2 separate regions of the Bombyx mori genome follow, and region 1 is linked to region 2. Evidence: chromatin contacts called from public Hi-C data. All regions are on one chromosome and are shown on one strand. Each heading gives the region's core, a stretch centred on a gene start, on an enhancer-like site or on the middle of the called end of the contact. The rest is flanking DNA. Distances are from core to core; before and after follow the strand shown. Region 1 holds the start of LOC101744531 (charged multivesicular body protein 6-A). Region 2 holds the start of LOC101743050 (glucose-induced degradation protein 4 homolog).

Region 1 (6,416 bases), core at 2,531-5,030, 370 kb after region 2:
AGTTAGGAACGCGGCAATCCGGGCCTACGATCGACTTCCCACGCATTCAAACCGGATTCGGATGCGTCGTCTACAGCGGGAAGTCAAATCCCGCCTAAGCGACGCCCGAAATGAGAATTGGGATAGTTATTTAGAACTCGCGCCCTCTCACCAAGCATACTGGCGACTAGCTAGGACTCTCAAATCCGAAACTACCGCTACTATGCCTCCCCTCGTACGCCCTTCAGGCCAACCACCGGCCTTCGATGACGATGACAAGGCTGAGCTGCTGGCCGATGCACTGCAAGAGCAGTGCACCACCAGCACTCAATACGCGGACCCCGAACACACCGAGTTAGTCGACAGGGAGATCGAGCGCAGAGCTTCCCTGCCGCCCTCGGACGCGTTACCCCCCATTACCACTGACGAAATTAGAGAAGCGATCCACAACCTTCAACCTAAGAAGGCACCTGGCTCCGACGGCATCCGCAACCGCGTGTTAAAACTCTTACCACTCCAACTGATAGCAATGTTGGCTACCATTTTAAATGCCGCTATGACGCACTGCATCTTTCCCGCGGTGTGGAAAGAAGCGGATGTTATCGGTATACTGAACGGTCGAATGACTACTTGAACGGTCGAAGGTCACTTGAACGGTCGTTTGTACTATTGTTGTCTTATATGAGAACGGTCAATTCGTTCTTTTTCGTCTTTTTGTCCGTCTTTTTCGAAGTCAAAAAATGTACTGCCGTGCCGCTGGTCACGTACGCCCTCGTTCCATTTCTTTTCGAATTATTTTCAAATCTCTGTCTTAGTCTGTGTCTGTCTAGTTATTATAGGTCTTATGCCCTGTCAAAGAGGTTGCACGCCACGACAGTATACACACGCCGGGCAAACCGAAAAACGAAACCGCTAGTTACCGTCCGATTAGTCTCCTCCCAGCAATAGGCACAATTTACGAACGGCTCCTTCGAAAACGCCTATGGGACTTCGTTACCGCGAATAAAATTCTAATAGACGATTCTAATAGACGCAGTTTGGATTCCGCGCTAAACACTCGTGCATACAACAAGTGCACCGCCTCACGGAGCACATCTTAATAGGGCTAAATAGGCGTAAACAAATCCCGACCGGTGCCCTCTTCTTCGATATCGCGAAGGCGTTCGACAAAGTTTGGCACAACGGTTTGATCTACAAACTGTACAACATGGGAGTGCCAGATTGACTCGTGCTCATCATACGAGACTTCTTGTCGAATCGTTCGTTTCGATATCGAGTGGAGGGAACTCGCTCTCGCCCCCGTCATCTGACTGCCGGAGTCCCGCAAGGCTCCGCGCTCTCCCCGTTATTATTTAGTTTGTATGTCAATGATATACCCCGGTCTCCGGAGACCCATCTAGCGCTCTTCGCCGATGACACGGGTATCTATTACTCGCTATTCTACTACTCGTGTAGGAAGATGTCGTTGTTGCATCGGCGACTCCAGATCGCAATAACCACCTTGGGACAGTGGTTCCGGAAGTGACGCATTGACATCAACCCCACGAAAAGTACAGCGGTGCTTTTCAAAAGGGGTCGCCCTCCGAATACCACTTCGAGCATCCCACTCCCTAATAGGTGCCCAAACACCTCCGCCGTTAGCCCCATCACTCTCTTTGGCCAGCCCATACCGTGGGCCTCGAAGGTCAAATACCTAGGCGTTACCCTCGACAGAGGGATGACATTCCGTCCCCACATCAAAACGGTACGCGACCGTGCCGCCTTTATACTAGGACGACTCTACCCTATGCTTTGTAGACGAAGCAAACTGTCCCTCCGTAATAAGTTAACTCTCTACAAAACTTGCATACACCCCGTCATGACGTATGCAAGGGTAGTGTTCGCTCACGCGGCCCGCACCAACTTGAAACCCCTTCAGGTTATTCAATGTCGTCGGAGCATCGTGGTTCCTGAGGAACGTGGATCTCCACGATGACCTGGAGCTCGACTCTGTCAGTAAGTATCTACAGTCGGCATCGCTGCGCCACTTCGAAAAGGCGGCACGACATGAGAACCCTCTTGTCGTGGCCGCTGGAAATTACATACCCGATCCTGTAGACCGAATGGTAAACCGTCGACGTCGCCCAAAGCACGTCATTGTGGATCCTCCTGATCCATTAATGGTGCTTTTAGGCACCACAAGCACCGGTCACCGTCCTCGTCGAACCCGTCGCTGGCAACGAAGGGCTCGACGAGCGAATTAACCCATAGACACCGCCCACTGAGTTTCTCACTGGATCTTCTCAGTGGGTCGCGTTTCCGATGGCGGTAGATTCTGCAAAGCACTGCTCTTGCTAGGGTCAGTGTTAGCAATACTCCAGTTTGAGCACCGTGAGCTCACCTACACATGTTAGGGCGAAGCTGAAATAGCCTCTCAAGGCTATCAGCAGTAGTAAGTTTTTTGGAGAATGATCTTAGAAAAACACTTTCTAGGCACTCTTAGAGAGGATTAGTCTACACAGATTTATGTCACTGCCCTGTACTGTTCTGCTACTACAAAGTGACCTTTCGCCCATTGGGATATAGCACACCGTTTTGAAATAGTTAAAGGCTAAACTTGAGACTTCTGCCTCAAATCTAATGGTATCTGGTAGGCACATTGAATCACTAACATCAATTGGTTTGTGATATACTGATCTATGGTAATAAAAATAAAACTGAAAAGATCAATTATTTAAAATTAATAATAAATGGAGTACATACACTAAATTTCTCATAAATTAATAACTGACATAAGCTTTACAATTCAAAAGTCAAGCCATTCATTAAGCCTGAATATGACCTTTTCAACCCTGTAACTGAAGTTTTAAAAACATAACAGAAGTGCTGATCCATCAAGTTTTTAAAATACAATAACAGGTTTGAAATACACCACCCAACCTCTTATTATCTTGGGGGATTCTACAGAGAATAGGCACCAGTTTTGTCCTATACAAAGTTATCCCAAACACCAATCAGCCTTGAATGGTAGTTGTGTATTATGGATAGATGAAATATTATAAGCTCCAGTTTGAAAGATCTGACATCAGATTTTTTCTGCATTTGAGACTTTACTCCATGCCTAAGACGGCTAGCAGCATATACACTCTGAAGTATGTGGACACTTAATGTCAGGTCGAGCGCGTACTACTACACACAGTTAAAAAAAACTACTAATAAACAACGGACTACTAAACTACTAAATTTTAGAGTATCATTCTAATATTTATATATTCTGCTATATGTATTGACTGTTTTTGATATGTAAGTATGTACTAACCTGAATTTCAATTTGTGCAAATTCCAAATCATGAGTTAGCTGTTCTAATTTCTCCAGCTGCGTATCTGTATTATGTAGAAGATTCTCCTGATATTTCTTCTTCTTCAATAAAAGTTTTGCCCTGTCACGCTTACCTTCTTCTAGTAATTTCTTAGCTAATTTTCTGTCTTTTTCTAGGTTTAATTCAATTTTTTTCTGATATTGTTTCAGCTTATCTCGCTGTTGTTTTAGTTGAAGTACTGCCTTATCTTGCTCGGTAACTCTACTCACTACTTTTTTATGTTTACCGAATAAAGCACCCATTTTATTTGTTTTATTGCAGTATAAAATATGTATATTTTCTAATATGAATGAACACTTATCCCAATTTATTCATAATATTATTTGAATAAAATCCATCAATGTTTCAGTTAAAAACTACAATATTAATATTCTATCTAGGTGTTCAAACTTCAAACTTATCAAAATGTTTACATCATTCATTGGTTTTTTTGTTTCCATTGTACAATTGGATAAGCAAAAGAAACAAGACCCATTCATTCTAGTCTTTAATTTGAAGATCGAAGATTTAACTGATAAAGACAAAGGTGTAGTAACGAGATTAAATGGAATAAAATTGGTTGTAGCTTTGATGTCCCTAATATTGGTTTTGAGATAAAACAGAATGAAAAGAAATAGATCACAATTAATTTTTTAAAGAAGCCGAAAAGCCACTTCTTTTTTTATTGCTTAGGTGGATGGAGGAGCTCACGGTTCACCTGGTGTTAAGTGGTTACCGGAGCCCATAGACATCTACAACGTAAATGCCGCCGGCCACCGATATGAGTTCTAAGGTCTCGGTTTTTAATGGCTGCCCCACCCTTCAAACCGAAATGCATTACTACTTCATGGCAAAAATAGGCAAGGTGGTGGTACCTACTGTATGAACTTACAAGACGTCCTACCACCAGTAACTCGTATTTAAAAATCACTAAAATTTTCGAAGTACGCATCTTTCTTGTCTCTAAGCTGAATAAAAAAAAACAACTGAAAGTCGATAATCGAATGTTGCACTTTTTTTACAAGAAGAACTTCTTATGTACCATTTGAAAAAAATATTCACCCAAAAATCTCAAACCATGAAGGTTCTGTGTCAATTCGCAGTACCTATTACAATAGAACGGCAATTTCATACTTTAACCCTTATTATCTACATATTTTTCTTCTGTCTTACTTTAGACCCTCTGAAATAATCTATGAACACCATCAACTTATTCTTTCAGCGGCTATAGCAATTAATTTAAACATAAATAATACTAGAAAACATTGTGTTTACTTTTATATAATAAAATATAATTCAGAATGACACCGCATATCAAAAGTAAAATAACTTAATACAAATTCAAATGCAGTGCATCATAGACGTGGACTGTAATGTCTGTAGGTATGGCAAACTGAGCAGTTTCAATCTTGGAATTTGTTTCGTCTTTCACGATAAGAAATTCAGCAGCACTTGTTTCTATGGACGTGGTACCATCTGCATTGTGAGTCACTAAAATATTAGCTGGTTCTCTCGTGGCTTGTTCTATGGGAACCACTTTGTCTATCACCTGATATCAATAAAATTTTCATAACGGTTTATTAAAATCTGACCACACATACACATTTCATTTATATAAATACTAAACCGGACTTTTTGGCGGGAACGCGAGGAATGAAGTTGTGTGATTTGTTTTATTTTGTTTTAGTGTTTCTTCAGGTTTAAATATGGAATAACGGTGGTTGATTAACTGTTTAATATCTGTGAAAGTGCACAAATGTGGGAAAATGAAACAAAGCCGCTGGACGCAACTTCTCGGGATCCTCCAAAAAGTCCACTGAAAATTTTTTAGTAAATGACTACCATTTTACTGAGAGTATTTTTCATCCTATATCATCTCATTTCATTTCATTTAATTTCATCCTAGTTTATTAATGTCTCAAATAAATCATCTTCATTTTATTTCATTTTACTCCATATTATCATTTTTCAGACAAATAAGAATTAAAATTTAAATAAGACACGAGTTAAAAGTTTTAGTTACCAGGTCATAAAATCCCTTAAAAAAATCCAATAGATCAGTCAACGCTGTATGGACATAGATCCCCTTGCCTTTCTTAATAAGGAAAAAAAAACCAAAAAAAAATATCTATGGGTCCAACTAAAAAATGTCTTTGGTCTTCCTTTCTTTCCATTCCAAACATTTCTCGTTTTTTATTTGATGTTAAATGTGATGAGAAATTAATACGTTTTGATTCGTATTGGCAACTAGTTTTATTTAAACTAATTAAGATTTTTATACTCCATAGTTTAATGTATTATTGTTGTGTCTGAAGTTCTAGAAAGCGTTAAAAAGTAGGATGGCGGTGCTAGCGGCAGCACAACTCCTAGATGAATTGATGGGCAGGCACCGGAACACCGATCCCAACGAAAAAATTAAAAAGCCTAATTGGGAAGATCCTGAGGTTGATTATAATTTCAATTTTCCCTCTAAAACCTCACTACACTTTTCTAACCTTCACGCGATTTCGTGTAAATTACGTTGTTTTTTGCAAAGTCGGGATATCTCGGCTGAGTTTGCTTGTCACTGGTCACATTGCTTAACAAAAAACATCTGTAAGCCAGAGGCACAGTTATTCAGTCAGCCACTAAATAGTTCTCAAATCATGAAGAATGACATTAATAAATTATTAATAACTGTAATCTCTGCACTCTTCATATGCTATGACTGTTGTGGCGTTACAAAGCACTGACAAACAAATCTTATTGTGAATACATAATATGATTACAACCATTTATAAAATAAAATAATCATCTATGTGCTAAGTTCATTCTCTTTTTATTTTAACATAGAATATTGGAAAAAAATATCGCCAACAAAGGTTACAATGTGTTCATGCCACCATAATCTACATAATAATTTTATGCATAGCTAATATACATGTTGTAAACTAGAATAATAATATAATTCGATTCTTCTAATGGAAATAAATTGAGTTAATTAAAAACTTGAATGCAAAGCATTAAATGTGTGGTCTACCATTATTTTCTATGTGTAGTCTTTATAAAGAATTTATACTTCTTTCCACACATATTTCACATACCAATGCAGCCCAGTTA
Region 2 (6,606 bases), core at 597-3,096:
TTTGATGTTAGCTTTCTTAACAATATTGGCGACATCCGATAGGGATCTCCGATCTGTAGCTACCTCACGAAGTTTCTCGGCACCTTCCTTTATTTTAAGTTCTTTTCGTATTTCTCTACGTATGACATCTTTGAGCTCCTCTAATTTCGACGGCAATGCTATTTCTGGAATACACTCAGTCTTGATTCCGTACTTGACACCAAGTTCGTGAAGAACTGGGTGTCGAATATAATCACTATGATAATAACCTGGGTCTGCCATAATTGAGGATGCACGGTGTAATGTCAGATAACCATAATTATGTAGGAAAATCTCACTACTAGAGCTTCGGGTATTCACAAAGGCTTAGCTGAAGTACGGTACACTTCAAACACAATATGCATTGAATTGGTAAAAAATATCATGGTTTGTCAAGTTTCCAATTAAAGATCAAATAAATTATGTGCTATTAAACCCACAAAACAAAACAGTTTACATATCAATCTATTGAAATCAATGAAGTAGGAAAACTGAAATCAACGAAACGACGAATCAAAGACATTTTCTTCTAATTTCAAGTTCATCCAATTGGTAAGGCAAAGAAGGTTACGACTATAGGGTCAAATCTTTGATTTAACGATTCCAAGGAGGCATAGTCTGTTGTTTCTATTACTGCCTTCGATCAAAAATTTTACTTGATAAATTATCAAAACCTTGGTGCCAGTTTACCTTTAAGATAATTTGAAAGAAAATACGAAGTTATAATGGAAGTTAATTTATCCAATAATTAGATATCATATTCGCTAGATTGAATCCCGTGAGATCGTCTACACGTTAGGTGAAGCTGGTATAGCCCCTCGACGCTACCAGCATAGTATGTAGCATAGGTAGGGGAAAAAAAAACACGTGTGCCACTCGGGGACTGCCGCGGTAAAGCTATAACATAGCATTTTTATCAACTTACGCAATTATAATTAGACAATAATAATTTAATATTAAAAAAACAAAATCAAATAAGTCCACGCTATATTTATAAACATTAACAAAAGCAAAACAATAATTGCCCCCTTCACACTCATAAACTAGACCGCGCGAGAGAGAGATGGGCAGACTTTTCATGATTCGCATGCAGTGCGACGTGACGTCACGCCGCGCGCTTATTCACAAACTACACAAGTGCAACGTGTGAAAATGTTGAACACGAGCTACATGGTAGGTGGAGTGGATGGTGTTAGGTTTTATTTTCGTTACGGAATTTCTTGATTCGGTCGCCACGTTCAAAGCCCGCGATAAAAACTATGCAATAGCTTAAAAGAATTGATGGTTTACCTGAATGTAATTACGTTTGTGGGCTGATGATGATGATGACTATTAAATACCACGGCGTGAATATTGCAACTCACTATGAAGTACGAGATCGAAGTCAGTTGATGAAACGAAAATCACTACTGACTTCAGTTGATTTTTTGGCGGGAACGTGAGGACCGAAACTATCTGAATTGTTTTGTTTTGTTATTTTAGTATTTGGTCAGGCTTACACATGTAATAACGGTGGTCTATTAGCTGTTTATTATGTGTGCATTGTTATTTATGCACTTATGAATGCGGAAAAATGAAAATGTTGCTTTCCGGGTTCTTTAAAAAAGCCCGCTAAATTTTGTGTATTTGTAACCACCATTTTAATGAGACTTTATTTCATCCCCTCGTCCTGTTTCATTTAATTTCATCTTCATTAATTAGTCTCAATTAAATTATTTTCACCTCATTTCATCCATATAATTTTTTCACTTATCTATATTTATAATATATGCATAACAAAATAAATAAACATTAAACATATTTCCTAAAGGCTCTGTGGTGTGATATCTTCGCCTTTGCTATTGGAAGACGGAACTACTACTACAAAATCACTGTCACCTGGCTTTCAAGTAGGAATTTTATTTGCGGTGTTTGTTTCCTAACTTTCACTAAGTCTAAGTGATGTGAAAGATCCCCAGCATATCTGTTTTTACCTTTTTATTGTAATCGTACAACCATCATGTAAAACATATGTTCTATCAATAAGCGAAAAATTTAGATAGAATTGAAAGGCTAGCGTAACTACTGTCTGTCACGGTACCTACTCATCGCTCAGTTCTGCAACTGTCACATTTACAAGAGCTAGGTCATCGTCTTATGGAAAAATAATGCCAGTGAAAGTAGACATTACACCACCTCCACCAGCTAATTCAAAACAACCTGGTGTGACAAAATCCCTCCTTTACAACGGCTCTAAATTTCAAGGACATCAAAAAAGTAAAGGCAACTCTTATGAAGTCGAAGTAGTTTTGCAGGTTAGTCACAATAACAAAGTACGCAATATTGATAAACAATATTTTATCGTGTTTCTGTGGATGTAATTGTAAAAGTTTATAAAGTAATTACTTTAAGACTTAGCAATGACATCTATGTTTTGAACAAATGGGGCTCAAAGGCTTATTAAATTTTTGTTAAAGTATATAATTTTAGAAACTTATGTAACTTATTTTTACAGCACGTAGACGAAGAAAATTCATACCTTTGTGGATATTTAAAAATAAAAGGTTTAACAGAGGAATTTCCAACACTCACAACATTCTTTGATGGTGAAATAATTTCATCCAAATATCCCTTTCTAACAAGAAAATGGGATGCTGATGAAGATGTTGATAGGAAACATTGGGTAAGTGTAGTTATCTAATTTTATAATAAAAACACTTTAATAACATAGTTTGTAGGACTGTTTAAATTTGTTTCTTTTTATTTCTTTCTAGAGTAAATTTGACTTATTTGTACCATATTTAAAGACTTTCAACTCGGATTCATTTGATTATGAGTCTCTAGCAAAGGCTGATTATGTGTTTATGAGATGGAAAGAACATTTTTTAGTTCCGGATCATACAATAAAGGATATAAATGGTGCTTCTTTTGCTGGTTTTTATTATATATGTTTTCATAAGTCTGCAGCCACAATAGAAGGATATTATTACCACCGGAGCTCAGAATGGTAAGTTATGACAATTTCATTTTAAAAAAAATCTATAGATATAAATGCAAGATTAATAAGTTTATTAGAAGATATGAATAAGAAATTATTATTAGACTAAATTTAGAAAATTTAAGATACTATGAATTCACTCGAAAATAATATTCGTGTTCTACATAATTTAATTTTTATTCATTAGTTAATAACATTATTAAACTGTACTTGTAAAATGTAAACTTTTACTGTCGTTGGTAATTATAAAAGATAGAAAGAGGTGGATAAATTTAAATATTTTTGTACAAATTATTTTTTCACTTTGAATTTATTGTATATATTTGTTAACATAACTTTTTAAATGTAAACTTTAATCCACTCCTGCTCTTGGGCCAATATACTATAATATAATATAATAGCTTGGTTCAATTTGGTTACAACTTATCGTCACTGCAATGTAAGTTGTTATTAATGCAAAGCCAAGTTAACATCTTAGGTACATTACAGATGTCATATGTCCTCAAAGTAATACCACACAGGAGTGATAGCAAATAATAGGTTTATATTCACCTCAAACAGTACAGTAGATACCTAAGCATTTTGAAAGATACTGAATCAGTAATATTCAACATAGGAAATAGGGTCAGAGTTTGTTCAGATAATAATGTGATGTCACATGATGACAGATATTGGAAAATAGTGATTGTGGTTTGTGTGACACAGGATTATATATTTTTATTTTCTGAATATTCAGTCAGCTCAGCTATATATAGTGCTGTGTTTTTAATGCTGGGTCATATTTTTGTGTAATGTGAGTCAATTTGCCATATAGAACTGGGAGTTATGTTTAATTTAAAAGAATACCAGTATATTCCATATGCTTCATTTGCTAAGAACTTTTTTAAATACCTTCACATTTGTTTGTTATTGTTTAATTTTTAATTCGAGATTGTAGGATAACTATAAGGAAAAGCTTCACTAGTAACATCTGCACAAAATAATCAAGTGGAATTTAAACAACTAATAAACTGTAATAACTATTTTTATATTTTCAGGTATCAGTCATTGACTTTAAGTCATGTTCCTGAACACAGCATTCAAATATATGAGTTCAGATGAAAATATTTGTTACTAAAATTTGGAACAATATTTTTGTGTCTACTAGTACTTACTTGTTCATAAAAAAGAAAAGTATTTGTTAATATTCAGATGCAGAAAAAAAAGATGGTTCATTTCACCAACAAAAATCAATTAAAAACATTTAAAAAAAACTAAACATAATGAGACATGTCTGTTCTTGCACATATTTGAATAACTGAGATTCATTGTTCTTGTTGATCGAGAAAAATGAGTGTATTATTTGAAATTTTTCATTGTATTACTTAGTGTAATTATGTAGATAAAGAAGTAAGTTTCATGATGCTGCGTATGTGATAATTTGTACAAATGACTTGAATGTAAGTAGATTATTGTGTTGCTAGTCGTTTTTTTTCTATGTAGTGTTTTCCCAGCTTTTTTCTGTTTAGTATCAAACGGCTTCCATTTTTGTGGGCTGTGATGATATAGAGTAAATGCCAATTAAGATCAATTATTGCTGCCTTTATCAGTATCAGTTTTTTTGTTTATGGCATAAATAGCAATTTTAGTCCAAAGTCATCTTAGCTTCCAATCAAATTTAATGAAATATGTGCAGGATCAGAAAATTTTGTTGTACAACTTGATGAACAGACAGAACAGACCTTAATTTTAAATGTAGTATCAAGAATTCAATATGATTTTATTGAAGCATTGATAAATACGTTTTTTTAAATAAAACATCTTATAAATAAGTTACTTGTTTGATTTATGGAGATATAATGAAAATACGAGTTCATTAGATTTCATTTTAATTCAACACATTTATTTACAATTAAATACTGGCATATAATTTCATGATTTAAATATTCATTGAAATTCAGAAATATTATTAGTAATTATATTTTTCTATATATTATGATGACTGTTCCTAAAGTATTCTTTGTTTTGTATTAAACCTATCAATGAAATGTAGAATAGTATACACAAAAGAAGTAATTAATTATAAGTGAATTAATTTAGGTTTCATATTCAATAATCAGCATTTTACTAAAGTTGATGATTAAATATAATGTTATAATTTATTTAGTCCACATAAAGCACATAATTTTTGTACTTAAAATTAACGAATAATAAATATAACACATAGGTAGTTAGCCGATGAAATTTTACTAAAGTAGCACTAACCAATTTGCTATTTTACTACACACTGGTTTTAGAATATAAATACCTATCTCAATGAGTTTTCATTCACCACACATATTGGCACTAAACAATTTTTATAAAGATTTAGTGTTGAGATGTTTGAAAAGTAGATAACATTGGTTAAAATTAAATAATGGATAATATATTTTTAGATAAATATAAAAGCAAAATGTTCTAAATTGCAAACTTTGAATTAAAAATAAAATCATCAAAATAGTATGTATACATAACTAGATATTTATTTAGAAAAATACATTTAACAATTCTATATTCTAAATTGAAGCTTAATACTTGATAAAACTAACTTAAACTAAGCTTTGGTGGGATCGTTAATGTTTATTTATAGTTCGGTATTTTAGGTATCCAGCCCTTACGTTAGCGTCTCAATGCGTAGTCTTTATTGTAAGCTACATTTACGTCCTCCATGCAGATAACAAGAAAACCTGCAAGTTATTTATTAAATGTGTACATTTTGCTTATAATTCAAGGCAAGTTTGTATTCAGCTCTAAAGAAATAGATCGTGTAAATCTATTGCACGACTCTTAAGATCCAAATGTAAATTTAGGTGGGTTCAACAGTGTCCGAAGCATTTAATGTTACAAGGAAGCATTTAGTTACTAAATCTAGGTACATAATAATTCAACAGAATTGATTTTCACAGAGCAAATAAGTAATTTATCAAGGTTGTACATTTGAAAACATCAATTAGCCACAGGCAAGCTAATCATAGACGTGCCTAACTGTAAAAGGAAACAATAAAATCTATATCGAATAAATATCAATCAGTGATTATTTAGAACAAATTTACATAAACATAATTAAAACAACGATAATACTATATTGTGTGAACAAGTTCAGTAGCAAATAAAACAAAGTAGAAAATATTTACATAACTTAAAATACTTAACAAAAAAAGAACTATGACTGTAATATTTGGCTTTGAAATAAATAATTTAATTTAATGAAAGCTATGGATAACTTGAACCTGCAAAATGTTTACATACAAAATGTTACGGTACAGTTACATTCAGGTATTAATAATAGGAACCAGGGTCATAATGTTTAAATGAAAATTTAAATTGTTAGTTCCATCGATTATATCACCAATCCTATGCAAGAGAACAGGTAAGTTTATATTTAAGTACAAACTATAAGTTACTTTAATCATTAGAGAAATAACTTGATCCATAGCATTCATTATATTATGTCGTCGGGTAACATCGAATTAACTATTTGAAGAAGCAAACTATCTTTTCGTAGTGTCTTCACTACTAAACCAGTGCCTGAGTCCAAGGAGACTATAGAGATCTTGGCTGTCGTGAGATCTTTGTGGGTTTGAATGATGTTG

What was found. A called contact is a pair of places that touch in the nucleus more often than the background predicts.
Region 1: a Hi-C map of whole pupa shows a contact between it and region 2, with 4 times the contacts expected there. The contact joins the promoter of LOC101744531 here to the promoter of LOC101743050 in region 2. A contact is called at or near these places in 4 of 7 Hi-C or Micro-C datasets (middle silk gland, posterior silk gland and whole pupa).

The regions. Positions count from the first base shown.
Region 1 is chr17:11,139,389-11,145,804 of ASM3026992v2, forward strand. LOC101744531 (charged multivesicular body protein 6-A) reads right to left here and starts at 3,781. Exons shown (of 2, transcript XM_004932466.5): 1 at 3,278-3,781. The coding sequence starts at 3,580. It overlaps LOC101744676 (luc7-like protein 3), which reads left to right and starts at 5,435. Exons shown (of 9, transcript XM_004932467.5): 1 at 5,435-5,761. The coding sequence starts at 5,657.
Region 2 is chr17:10,770,349-10,776,954 of ASM3026992v2, forward strand. LOC101743050 (glucose-induced degradation protein 4 homolog) reads left to right here and starts at 1,847. Exons shown (of 4, transcript XM_021352141.3): 1 at 1,847-2,312; 2 at 2,513-2,680; 3 at 2,772-3,004; 4 at 4,033-4,806. The coding sequence starts at 2,166. The coding sequence ends at 4,096. It overlaps LOC101742908 (serine/threonine-protein kinase N), which reads right to left and starts at 552. Exons shown (of 2, transcript XM_004932452.4): 1 at 1-552. The coding sequence starts at 261. LOC101743281 reads right to left here. Exons shown (of 5, transcript XM_062673395.1): 5 at 4,847-6,606. The coding sequence ends at 6,505.